Linked DNA regions of Rattus norvegicus: region 1 is linked to region 2. Evidence: chromatin contacts called from public Hi-C data. All regions are on one chromosome and are shown on one strand. Each heading gives the region's core, a stretch centred on a gene start, on an enhancer-like site or on the middle of the called end of the contact. The rest is flanking DNA. Distances are from core to core; before and after follow the strand shown.

What was found. Hi-C and Micro-C count contacts between places; a contact is called where the count stands out from the background.
Region 1: a Hi-C map of the A7r5 cell line shows a contact between it and region 2, with 3 times the contacts expected there. The contact joins two enhancer-like sites. A contact is called at or near these places in 9 of 12 Hi-C or Micro-C datasets (the A7r5 cell line, Schwann cells, frontal cortex and 5 more).

Annotation. Positions count from the first base shown.
Region 1 is chr13:82,455,247-82,461,449 of GRCr8, reverse strand. All of the region lies in intron 2 of Lmx1a (LIM homeobox transcription factor 1 alpha), which reads right to left. Among named protein-coding and RNA genes, the nearest start is that of Lmx1a, 90 kb to the right of the region's middle. Within about 2 kb of position 2,494, at least 4 of the 93 cell types and tissues checked have an H3K27ac peak or open chromatin away from gene starts, as enhancers often do. A contact at or near this core is called in the A7r5 cell line, where this site is marked.
Region 2 is chr13:82,349,991-82,355,639 of GRCr8, reverse strand. No RefSeq gene overlaps it. Among named protein-coding and RNA genes, the nearest start is that of Lmx1a, 15 kb to the left of the region's middle. Within about 2 kb of position 3,784, at least 5 of the 93 cell types and tissues checked have an H3K27ac peak or open chromatin away from gene starts, as enhancers often do. A contact at or near this core is called in the A7r5 cell line, where this site is marked.

The sequences.
Region 1 (6,203 bases), core at 1,245-3,744, 110 kb before region 2:
GCTAAAGTCACATAAGAGGAAAAAACCTCATTTAAGAATAATGCCTCTATAAGACAGGCTGTAGGCCAGCCTGCAGGGAATTTCCTTAACTAATGACAGATGGGGGAGGGCCCAGCCCAGTGTAAGTGGTATCAACCCTGGGCTGGCAATCCTGGGTTCTATAAGAAAACAGGCAGAGCACACCAGTGAACAGCACCTTCCCATCCTTTCTGCATCAGCTCGAGACTCCAGGATCCTGTCTTGTTTGAGTTCCAGTCCTGTGTTTCATCACAGCGATAGAAACCCCAACTATGACAAGGCCCTAAACGAATGGCTACAGGTAAATATCTTTGGGATGTGTACAGAGAAACACGAGAGAAGTGCACACACAATCGATTGAGGCTACTAGTCACAGAAGCCTTTGTCTTCTCCCCTCTCCCCTACTCTTGCTGTCTTAACCCCATCCTTTTCCAGACAGGGAAGTACAGATTGGCTGTAACTTCACTCCATGCCCTGCTTACATCTTCTTGTATGGCCAAAAGCTACAAGAGGCACAACCGTGAGTCTTGTTGAAAGTCTACTGCACAGACTCTACCGCGTCATAATGACTTGGCTTAATCATCACTGGTTCTTACAGCCTTGGCTTACACATAGGCTAGAAGCATAGTGCCAGCATCTCTCAGTAAGTAAAGACTGAATGAGAACACAAACATGGATGTTTTATTGCCTCTAAGACACAAGTGATTCCTCGCCATTTTTATTGGCCTTTCATATCTGTAGGTTTTTCCTTCTTTCCCCAAAGGTGGGTTTCCATGTGTAAGGACTTTATGAGTCCCACCCTAAGATGGCCCTTCTTCCAGTGTGAGCTCTGCCACTGACTCCTGGCTCTGACTTCATCTCTGGTTCTGGCGTGCCAGGCAGAGCATGATCCTCAGACCCAGTTAAGTCCCTATCATTGGCTGAGTTCATCCACAGGCAGCATTATTTCCTGTTGCTGACTTCATCTCTGTTCTGTGTGCTTGGAACCACAGCAGAAAGCAAAGGGGGAAAGAGCATCTTACCCAAGAGAAAGAGCCAGATAGATCTGAGCTCAGAATTTTGCCTTTACCACCTGGCTCAAAGAAGCCACTCCCTGTCCCTGTATCTTGAGTTTCTTGTCTTTCATTTCTTAATAGTATATTCTGCCTAAACACCGCATGATGCCAAGACTTAAAGGTCAGAGAGAAATGGGAGAGTTGGTCTTCATCTGCTGTGTCTTCTCATAGCATGGTTCTCAGCCAGAGAAGTCTGAGATTTCTGTATCTAAACCCTAGTGTCCAGACAATGTTTGCACAGTACTTAGCCAGGGTAACCCTTTAAACAATTTATTTTACACAGTATCATTTACACACTTGCACACACAGACACACACACACACACACACACACACAGAGAGACACACACGGCAGTTTAATCAAAAATGCATACCCTAGATAAGTATCTTCTAGACTTCATGCCTTATGCAATCTATTTATTTAAAAAAAGCTAAGACTGTATGTATCATAAAGTCTAGAAAAGATGTCTTCTAGAAGATAATATTTTACTCTTGACCCATGTTTGAAATCTGAGGCCGATAGTCTCTTAATTCATTCTCACTTCTGTCTTGTGTTGGGAGGCCTTGTAACTATGGAGACCAAAACATCTCAAACACAGCTCTAAAGGTGCGACACCGAAGCACTACTAAGGAACAAATCAGAAGCATCCGTAAAAAAGCAAAGAGCTTCAGAAGCAACGCTTTACTCTAGCACCGCGAGAATTACAGTGGCAAAGTGGTGGCCCGCCAAGGTGTTAGATGATATGTGAATATCACATCACAGCACCTGCTGTGTGGTCTAAGGAAAAACCACTCTGCACTCTGACCAGATGCTTCATTGTTGGAACCTACATTAATCCCCCAAACAGTATGACTAAAAAAGCATAGAGCTTAGGGAGGACAGAGAAGTGGGGTAGTGAATCTTTATCAGACACTCAGTGTCATGAACTGTGCTGTTTGTGTGGTTTGTCGTTTCATTATATTTGAATAGAAGTATGAGGTACTTCACGGATTCATAGAGAGCACCATACTCCAGCTAGACGTGACTCGTGCTATCTCAGCTCCACAGGAAAGAGTCCTGGGGATGCACAATACATAGGTCTCTTTACTTCCACCACACATGTTCTCAAAAAGGTAACAGAACCTATCAGATTAAACCCAAGACCAGGTCTCTGCTCTGCCTCTTACTAATTCTGTGCCTTCAATCAAAACACAGAAGCCCTCACTTTACTCATCTGCAAAATGGGAGTGATAAACAGACCCCCACCACCACCACACACCCCACAGAGTCTGTGCAAAGTAATGAATCAGTTCTTGACATATGATAACTCCTCAATAAAATATTTTTCCAGTGGTGACAATGATGTCTATGATGCATAAAGGGGGTGAAAATGAAATACGAAGCAAGAATATTTGTAAGATGACGAATCACAATGACACAGGCTTGAAGAATGAGCAGAGAGCAGCTTGGGGGATGTGGTTGGAGCTGCAAGTTGAGGACTAAGGCTTTGAACAAAGTAGGGACTTTGTAAAAATCGGACTGTCAGCTTACCGCTCCAGGCATTGTATGAGAGAGTGAAGAGAACCTGCCAGGTATGAGACCTTGCCTAGGCTCCGAGAGAGTTTCCCTGCAGCCAACCACACAGGCCTCACTGGGTTTACTGAGAGAGTGATTTTAGATACAAACCCGATATGAATAAGGGATGTGCAGATAGCTACTAAATCATTACTTCTGAGTGTCCCTGTGGGGATGGATCTGGAGAGAGTGGAGTTTAACGGACAGGTTGAATGAAAAACAGTCACACTCATCTAGGCGCCTAAGTACCACCTAATTCGTTCTCAGATTTCTGACTTGGGAACATGTGCAGCCCCAGCCACACTCAGTTCTTAGGACTTCAGCTTTGGACTGTTGTGATACATTGGTTCTCTGGTTTTTTTAGAGGGCACACTTCGCCTCTACAATCACATGATCCAATTCTCCTAATAAATCTCCTCTTGTGTATGTGTGAGTCTCTTGCTTTCTCTTTTGCTCTGGGGGTGCCTGAGTAGCACGTCCCCCTAGTAGTTCTATCATAGTTGACTAAAACCTCACTGGAGTGAGGGGCACTGCCAGTTCAGTTTGTTTCTTAGTATCAGTTCATCTGGCACGTTCGGCCATGAGCCCTTAGGTTGTTCTCCAATGACCTGCATCCCTGCCTTATCTTACACTAGCCACACTAGATGTCCTCTTGTCCCAATTGACACCCTCCATGCTGACAACACAACTTCTCACATACCGGAATCACAGAGCATGACAGCCTTGTGCAAACTCACAAGCTACTGCAGACCTGACCAAACTGAGAATAGAAAGCGAACTCCCAAGACAGTGCTCCAGATGACTCCTAACCAGAAGTATGTTTGGAAAGAACAAGATCTTCGTCAGCCTTGGTGCAGAGTCCTGAAGGCAGATTCACAAAGCATCTGGACCACAGACAAACAGAAGAACGGAAGTCTAGATAAACATAAGAGATATTAATTCCAACTGAGCCTCCTCCATTTTACCAATAACAAGTCAAACCTTGGAAACTACACTATAACAGGTTACACTGCCTTTCCACAGTGCTACTGGGCCTGAGTTAATGAGGTTTGTGGATCCTTCAGTTTAGGGAGGGGAAGTCGGAGTAGGAGAGAGACAGTCTACTTTGGTTCTTTAATGAGACAGGAATCAGCTGTTTCCACCCTCTCCACCAGGGGGCAGCATAGCAACATTCATCAAGTACCATGTTGACTTGGTAACTGAGGTCATCCAGGCAGAGATGAGGATTGGCCATAAGCCAAAACTGTCTGCTGGAAAATCTGCTGCTGGGAGCCTGGGAGAGCATGTGGCTAAACTGAGGGAGTGATGGTGAAAGAAGAGTATTCAAAAGTATTGGGAACCAAAAGCATGGCTTGTGGCCTTAGAAGAAGTGACACGAGCAACCTTGTCAGCTGGCTCAAGGTCTCTGTCCTTGAGGCTGAGCCAATAGCACCACAATAAGCAATGGAGCACGTGGTCCTGAGGCGGTGGGAAAGTCTGCAGAGACAATAGACTCGGCAAGATCATCTACAGGAGACAGTCTTAAGACTCCACAGTGGTGAAAAAATGGAGAACAATAAGTGGCTGGCAGAGCCAATCAGAGTTTCTGTCTCCTGGTGGCTCCTGGGGAACTGCGCAGAGAAACATACAATGGGATGAGTGAATAAGAGGGAGGACTGTTAACGACAATGTCTGCAACCCAGAAGCGCCATGAGACCTTACTAAGAAATAGGTGTGCTCTTTGCATCTCAAAAGACTGTTGGCAATGAGTAGATTTACCTTGAAATTGTAGACCACGCATGTCTTTCTTGTTCTCAAAAAAACTGTGTTCCAGTCAGCCGAACATTATAAAAGGGGGGAAAAATCCACAGCTTTAAGACTTATAGACATGTATGCAAAGCTTGTTTCTCGTTTTACAGATATGAGTAAGTTTCAGGCTCTCTCGAATCCCCAGTTTCTGTTTTTTAAAAAAAATGAGATCATGTTAGGTCATGTGACCTATTTTGGAGATTTATTGAGATAATTCATCTGAAGAATCTGACACTTATTAGCTGCTGTCCATAAGCTATAGTTATTAGCTCCCTTTATTGAAATCAATGTAATGTATCTCCCCATGTAAATATTTGTCTAAGGTAATATATTTCAAGATGGTCGTTGAGGTAGAAATAGAGCCACACATATTATCTCAAGACTATATTCATTATCACTGTAACAAATTAAATTAAACTTCAGCGAGCTTTCATGTTATTGGAAAAGGGACCAACAAACAAATATGAAAGGCCCAGCCCTTGAGAGGAAACGGGGTGAATTTCATTCAGGCTACTATGGCTGTGATAGCTCACAGCAAATATTGATAGTAGCCAGCCCTTGTTTTGTAGTGCCCACATTCATTGCCTATGACCTAGCATATGTTCAGGAAGTCATCAGCTCTATGGCTGGCCCACCAGAGCCACTGGTTGCTATTTGGTTAATACTGAGATTATCTAGCAAATATTTGGAACAGACCTTTGTTCTGCACGTCACTTCAGATGTCAGTTGACTGCTTCTTTTTAGACCATTGGTCTTTGTTTGGACCTGCATCCAGACACCCATGGCCCTACCATACTCTCCTAATCCCCTCCCCCACCGAGAGATCAGTCATCCTCTTCATAAAGGGAAAGAAACCACGATCCAGAAGGAGCAGTGAGCTCGACCACAAGGAAATCTAAGATTTTTGAAAGGACCAGCCAGAGCGTGTGGCTCAGTGGTCAGGAATGAACACGACTACATCGCCGTAGGCTGGCAAAGGTAGAAAGGTTCCCCCTAGTCTCCTAAAATGAACGGAGGGTGTCTAAGAAACTAAATAAGCAGACAGAGGGCAGGACAGTGGACCTCTCTTTCCTTCCTTCCCTCCCTCTTTTCTTCCTTGCCAAAGCTGTCTATGAAACCAGGCTTTAGAGCAAAACAGTGCGGTGAAAATGTGGGTTCCAATAACTCAAGCCAAGGTGGCAGGACTTACATTATAGACTTTCCATACTGTCACAGAGGCATGGTAGAACAGCAAGAAACATAAAACAGGCATATGGAAAGGATACGTTTTCTTATGGGGGAATGAAGGTTTGGTTTCCTTTGAAAACGCCAGTTTTCCTTTCTCTTTATCCTCATTAGCCTCTTGGGCTGCTCTTAAGCACACCCACCAAACAACAGAGGGTGGAGGAAGAGGTATTTTTAGCTGATATTCTGGGCACAGATTCCCATTCTTCCACAAGTTTTGGCTTAGCAACGTGGCATGAGGCCAGTGCAATGTATATTCTTTAAAATAGTATATGTTTCCTGGGTGCACTCTATCCCCCTCCCCCCCCCTCTCTCTCTCTCTCTCGTGTGTGTGTGTGTGTGTGTGTGTGTATGTGTGTGTGTGTGTGTTGTGTGTATGAGGGATGCATTAGGAAGGACAGGGTATTATTAATGATGCTTTGATGGGAAAGATTCTGGGATCCCAGCAGGGGGCGACACCGAGCGCTCCATGAGTCCTATTTGCCCTGGCCACCATCACGTTTCATTCATGATTTCTATTGTGCTGTGCATCAAAAAAGAAGAAAGAAGAAAATAATATTATCA
Region 2 (5,649 bases), core at 2,535-5,034:
CTCTGGCGCTGAGCACATGTGCATGTGTGCCTTGGATTAAAGTGAGCGAGAGCCGCCATTGGCGTTAAAGTTCACGTGGACTGCCGCTGTCTGTCCCAGGATGTTATGGTTTCTATATATGGTCCAGGGAGTGGCACTATTAGGTATGACCCTGTTGCAGTAGGTGCGTCACTTTTGGTGTGGACTTTAAGACCCTCACTCTAGCTACCTGGAAGTCAGTCTTCCACTAGCAGCCTTCAGATGAAGAGGTAGAACTCTCAGCTCCTCCTGTGCCATGCCTGCCTGGATGCTGCCATGTTCCCACCTTGATGATAATGGACTGAACCTCTGAACCTGTAAGCCAGTCCCAATTACATGTTGTCCTTATAAGAGTTGCCTTGGTCATGGTGTCTGTTCACAGCAGTAAAACCATAGATAAGACACAGGCACAACTTTATAGTTAATTCCCTCCTCCTTTAATCCCATGTATGCTGTAGAACTCCTTAAAGTGCAGGTGTCCTCCATGAAGCCTTCACTGTGGAGCTCTACCATATCCTACATTTGACACTCGTGTGTGAACTTTGCACTACACAGAGAGACCTAGGAAGAACCCGAAGAAGACAGAGCACACAGAGTGACTGCACAGGATCAACACAGTGGGATCCAGGAAGAGGTGTGATCTGTAATCATCTAGGACACCTTGGCTGCTATACAATACATATATGATCAAATCAGGCAGCGATCTGAGGTACTAGTAAAGAATGTTGTATAGCTGATGTGTCCTGGTATAGGGATAGCAGTTAGAACAGTTGGGTCTGGGCTGTTCCCCTGTAGTTCATGTTCCCTAGCCTGCAGCACTATTAGGAGACAGTGGAATCCTAAAGAGGTGGGGCCTGGAGGACCAGGAGATAGGTCAGGTGGTGAAATGCTTGAGGACTGAGTTCAATCCTCAGGACCCAATAAAAAAGCAGAGCCCAGTGGTGTTCACTTGCAATCCCAGTACCGAGGACACAGAGACAGGCAGATCCATGCCAGGAAACCTCGCCTACTTAGTGAGTGCCAGGCCAATGAGAATCCCTGTCTCAAAAAAGGTGGGCCTGGTACCTGAGGAATGACATTTGAGGTTGACCTCTGGCCTTCACAGGTACAGATCTACGCACATACAAACACACATATACACACGTGTGAGAGCATATACACACTCATGCAAATACACATACACAATACATGCAAGAACACACACACACACACAGAGAGAGAGAGAGAGAGAGAGAGAGAGAGAGAGAGAGAGAGAGAGACTTAGTAAGAGGCCTTAAGGTTTTTAGTTGGGTTCCTGAAAGATATTAGGAAAATCCAGCCCTTCCCTCTTCTCCCTTTTATTTCTCTCTTTTCGTAGTCACGAAGCATGTTGGGGTTTGTTCTGCTCACGCTACCGTGATGCACTGTCTTATCAGAGGGCTGAAGGCAACAGGGTGACTGACCGTGTACAGGAATAGAAAGGCTGAGTCAAAACATGTATTCTCCTTCACACATGTATGATGTCATGTGTCATGAAGATAAGAATCCAGCTGTCCCCAGCTAGGAACAGCCACCTGGGCTGGCAATGCCCAGGACACAGCCAACAGGTCTAAATGGCTCTACACAGAGACAGGAGACAGCCCTGCCAGGAAACCCCAGCTTCTTCTGGATGCTTCCAAAAAGCGGGGGGTCTGCACATGCACCAGCACAGCCAGTACGTTATGCTGCAGTGGGGAGACGGCTGTGTCGCTGATAAACTGTCCAACAGTTTATTTAACTCATCTCGCTTAGTTTCCAGACAGGATCTGTGGTGGTGTGTAGACATTATCAATATTGAAGTAGATTCTTAAAATTAAAATTATGTACTAGAGACAGAAAGGTGAACCATCATCGCCCCAAGATCTTAACCTGGAGCTGACATTTGAATAAAGGATAGACTGCTAAATGTCACTCTGTGGGACAAGGTGAAACAGGAATGTGGAAAGAACATCCTACAAAACGGTCACGATTGCTTCCCACGGTGTGTGCATTCCTGTCTAGGTGGCTTTGAGGGACCCTCTATAACAAGAGAATGGAAATACATGACTCAGAATAGCGGGTGCCTGCTTCGAATAGCTTACTTTATCCACGGTATCTCACCTCTTCTGCAAAGGCAGAGCAAAGAGTGTTAACAGGGCAAGCATCATCCAGTTAGTGTCAAAACCAAGGACAGGGCAAGCAGGTAGCACGGGTATGAGTTGGTTTTTCCCGGGCAAGAACCAGGTGATGTAACTGTAACACAGTTCTAAGTATGCAGTTGGCAACTGTTACATGTGAGCATTAGTGTGAACTGTATACTGTAACTGAGAGTCAAATATGTGTCTCTGAGCTTCCCCGTAACCAGGGGGAAAAGGGCAATGAGTAGATTGCCCTACATTCCCTAGGGCATGGGTTTGTGGGTGTTGAAGTTGTTACTGTACTTGCTTGAGAGAGAAAGACACAAAGGAAGAGCAAGCTCTGTCTTCATGGTTTTATGCTGTTGTTCAGTTCCAACTGGGCAGAAATGAATCTCATTGAAATTTCCCTCTGGTCCTCAGCAGACCTTGTACAAAATGCGTAGTTGACTCATAAACATATTAATAATAAGATTTTAAAAAACAGAGATCCTAATGGGTATGTGTTTGGAGAGTAGATTGCCTGTCTAAACATAGAGCTGGACATAGTGACCCATGCTTTCAATCACAGAAGGCACGAGGTGGCGGTAGATGGATCAGAAGTCTAAGATCATCCTTGGGTACACAGTGAGTTCCAGACCAGCCTGGAATACGTGAGACTCTATTTTTAATTTTTTTAAAAATTCCTTGCAACATTTGAAATATGATTCCATTTCCTCTTTTTTTTATCCCATAAATAATTTATGCACAACCTTCAAACCTTGATTTACAAAGGGGAAGAGGCTGTCAGTGGGATGGGCGATGGTGAAGGCATTCCAAGCAGATGGCATAGCTGAGCTAAGACACCAAGGGCAGGAAGCCAAGGAGAGCTGTACGGCCTACAGGAATGCACAGCGCGGGGTGGCCAGCCTCTGAGTTTCTTCCTCTGCAAACAGCAGGAAGCCTGCGAAAGCTTTGGACCAGGAGGGCTACATAATCAGGAATAGGGGTCTATGATCTCTATGTCTGGTATCTGTGAGGCTGACTTCAAAAGTAGACAAAAACTGGAATAAATAAGACATGCAACGCCCAGACCATAGCAGAGACAACAGAAACTGGTATTGAAATGAGCCGAATGTAGGAGCTCTCAGAAATCAAATCGACCAGTTCTCAGCCTCTGTTCAGCTATGACGTGAGGCTGAGGGGTGGGGGCGAGGCAGAAATAGGAGCTTCCGGAGCAGCAGGGGAAGAGTGCAGCAAGGAGCTTGGTGGCCTTCCCGAGTGTTTGCACATCTATTATCTCATTGATTTCACATGTGAGCAGAGGGAGACCCACCCTGGATGTCAGCAGAAAACTGCTCGGGTCCATCACTGCCAACTTCGGCAGTGAGCGCGCGCCCGCCCACTTGCAGGTGTCTTGCCCACTGCTCTTTGCTACTGGCTGCCCCAGGCCTCCCTCATCAGGTTGCGGCCACCTGATCTTTCCTCTAGGCTAGCAGGGCTAAAGGCAGGATTGGGTGGACACTTGGTCTGGAGCACTGCTGGCCAGCATGAGAAATGGGTGTGGCCTGAAGTTGACTGAAATCTCTCACATCTGGGCAGGGTGATGGGACCTCAGCCATCGGAGGACTTTAGCATTCCATCTTCCCACTGACTCATTCCCAGGCTGAGTCTGCTCCCCTGAGCCACAGGGCAGATGCTATTTCTCACCTCCTTACACCGCAGCAGGGCGTTCGTGAGTGCACTGGCCGGCTTTTCTGAGTATGCTTTGGATTCTATCCCACAGCAGGAAGCTCTAGTCACGGGCCCTAGCACATAGCTAGTCCTGCCTTCCCTTTCACGGACCAGGGGCTCTGTGGGCTCTCTGGGCAGGATCGTGAGGCTGTAGTGGAGATTGTGGTTCTGCATTTCCCAAGGCAAGCCTGGAATTCCATACATGAATCTCTATCCTCATCTCCCTTCTCCCGCTTCCACTGAACGCTGGGCACTCAGGGTTCAGCCTCCACCAGTCAGCGTCCCCTGCCACTCCCTCAACACAACCCATTGTTTGGGTACAGGCAGAGTCTTTCCCCATTTTTTTTCAGTACCCAATGGAAGAACTGCCTCTTTTGCCCTCAAATGGATCGTCCACACAACACCTCTGATGTTCCTGCTCTCTTTCCAGGCTGTTCAGTGAATCTCTCTCACAGTATGGCCAGCTGATTTCACATCTTTCACTGGAGAACACATCTGTGTCTGGGATTTCTGTTTCCTTGAAGTCTGCAGAGCGGACAGGAAAAGGTAAAGTGATGTTCAAAATGTGGGAAGCTTACCGCCAGTTGCTTCCCTGCCTAGTCCAGGGAACATCACCCAGGCCCTGAGAAACCTTAGAGAGCTTACGTGTGCATCCGAGAAAACACAAACACGCACCCTTCACTCCTGTCTCTGTTATCCAGGCGATAGCAGTCTCCTATACATCAAAGAACAAAATACCATAAAACGCAATTAAACCCTTCACATTTCCCATCTGCATAGCTTCTCCACTCATATCTGCCACTTGTGGGTTTAACAGTCCAGGGAGCAAATAACACCATGCACTTAAGAGAAATTGTAACAAAGGTATGTGTATTATTGAGTTCCCGGTAATCGTGTAAAAAAAAAAAAAAAAAAAAAAACTCGTATTTTTCTTACCCCGGTCCTGAATGCAGCGCAGACGGTGATGGTGTCTTCGCCGCTGCAGGATTGGCGGCCCTGATTAGTGAGGAGAAGTTGGCAGCACAGTGAGCTACAAATGTCTTAACACAACTTAACATGAGAACGAGGTTCTCTGAGCACCAAGGGAAAAGGTAAACCTCAGAGCAGAGCTCGGCCCCCAACAGGCACCCCAAAATAGCCATCAGGGAACAGATAGCCCTGTCTACCCCACCTTGGGGACCCATGGAGCCCGTTCCTGGGGGCACACACGGGCAGCTCCTCGGATGTGGTGAGGGAGTGCAGACACTGCCTGATGGTTGCAGGTTGCCACAGCACAACCCATTGGCTTACCTGTGAAAGGGTGGTCCTTCACCAGAAGTCCAAGGGCTACGGCCCCTTGCCCAGACCAGCCTATTGCCTGCCTTCATGTCCTGCCAACTGAGAATGGAATTATCTTGTCAAATGACTTTCAAACGTCAAAAAGAAGGTAATAGTATTTTTCGGTGTGTGAAAATTATCTAACATTTGAAACAGCATCCGCCATGGAGTTTTAGTGAAACACGATCATAGTCTTTTAGTTAATTGTTTTTAATTGTTGTCTGTCCTAAAATATCTACTCTCTGGTCCTTTGTGTGTGTGTGTGTGTGTGTGTGTGTGTGTGTGTGTGTGTGTGTGTGTGTGTGTAAGGGAGTGTGCACGTAGATACAATCACACATTCTGTGCACATAGAAGCCAGATGCTGACACTGAATTCTTCCTCTATCGCTCTCCACTATGTTTTTTGAGTCACGGTCGCTCACTGAACCTGGAGTTCACCGTTACAGCTAGGCTGGTGGACGTTCCCTAGG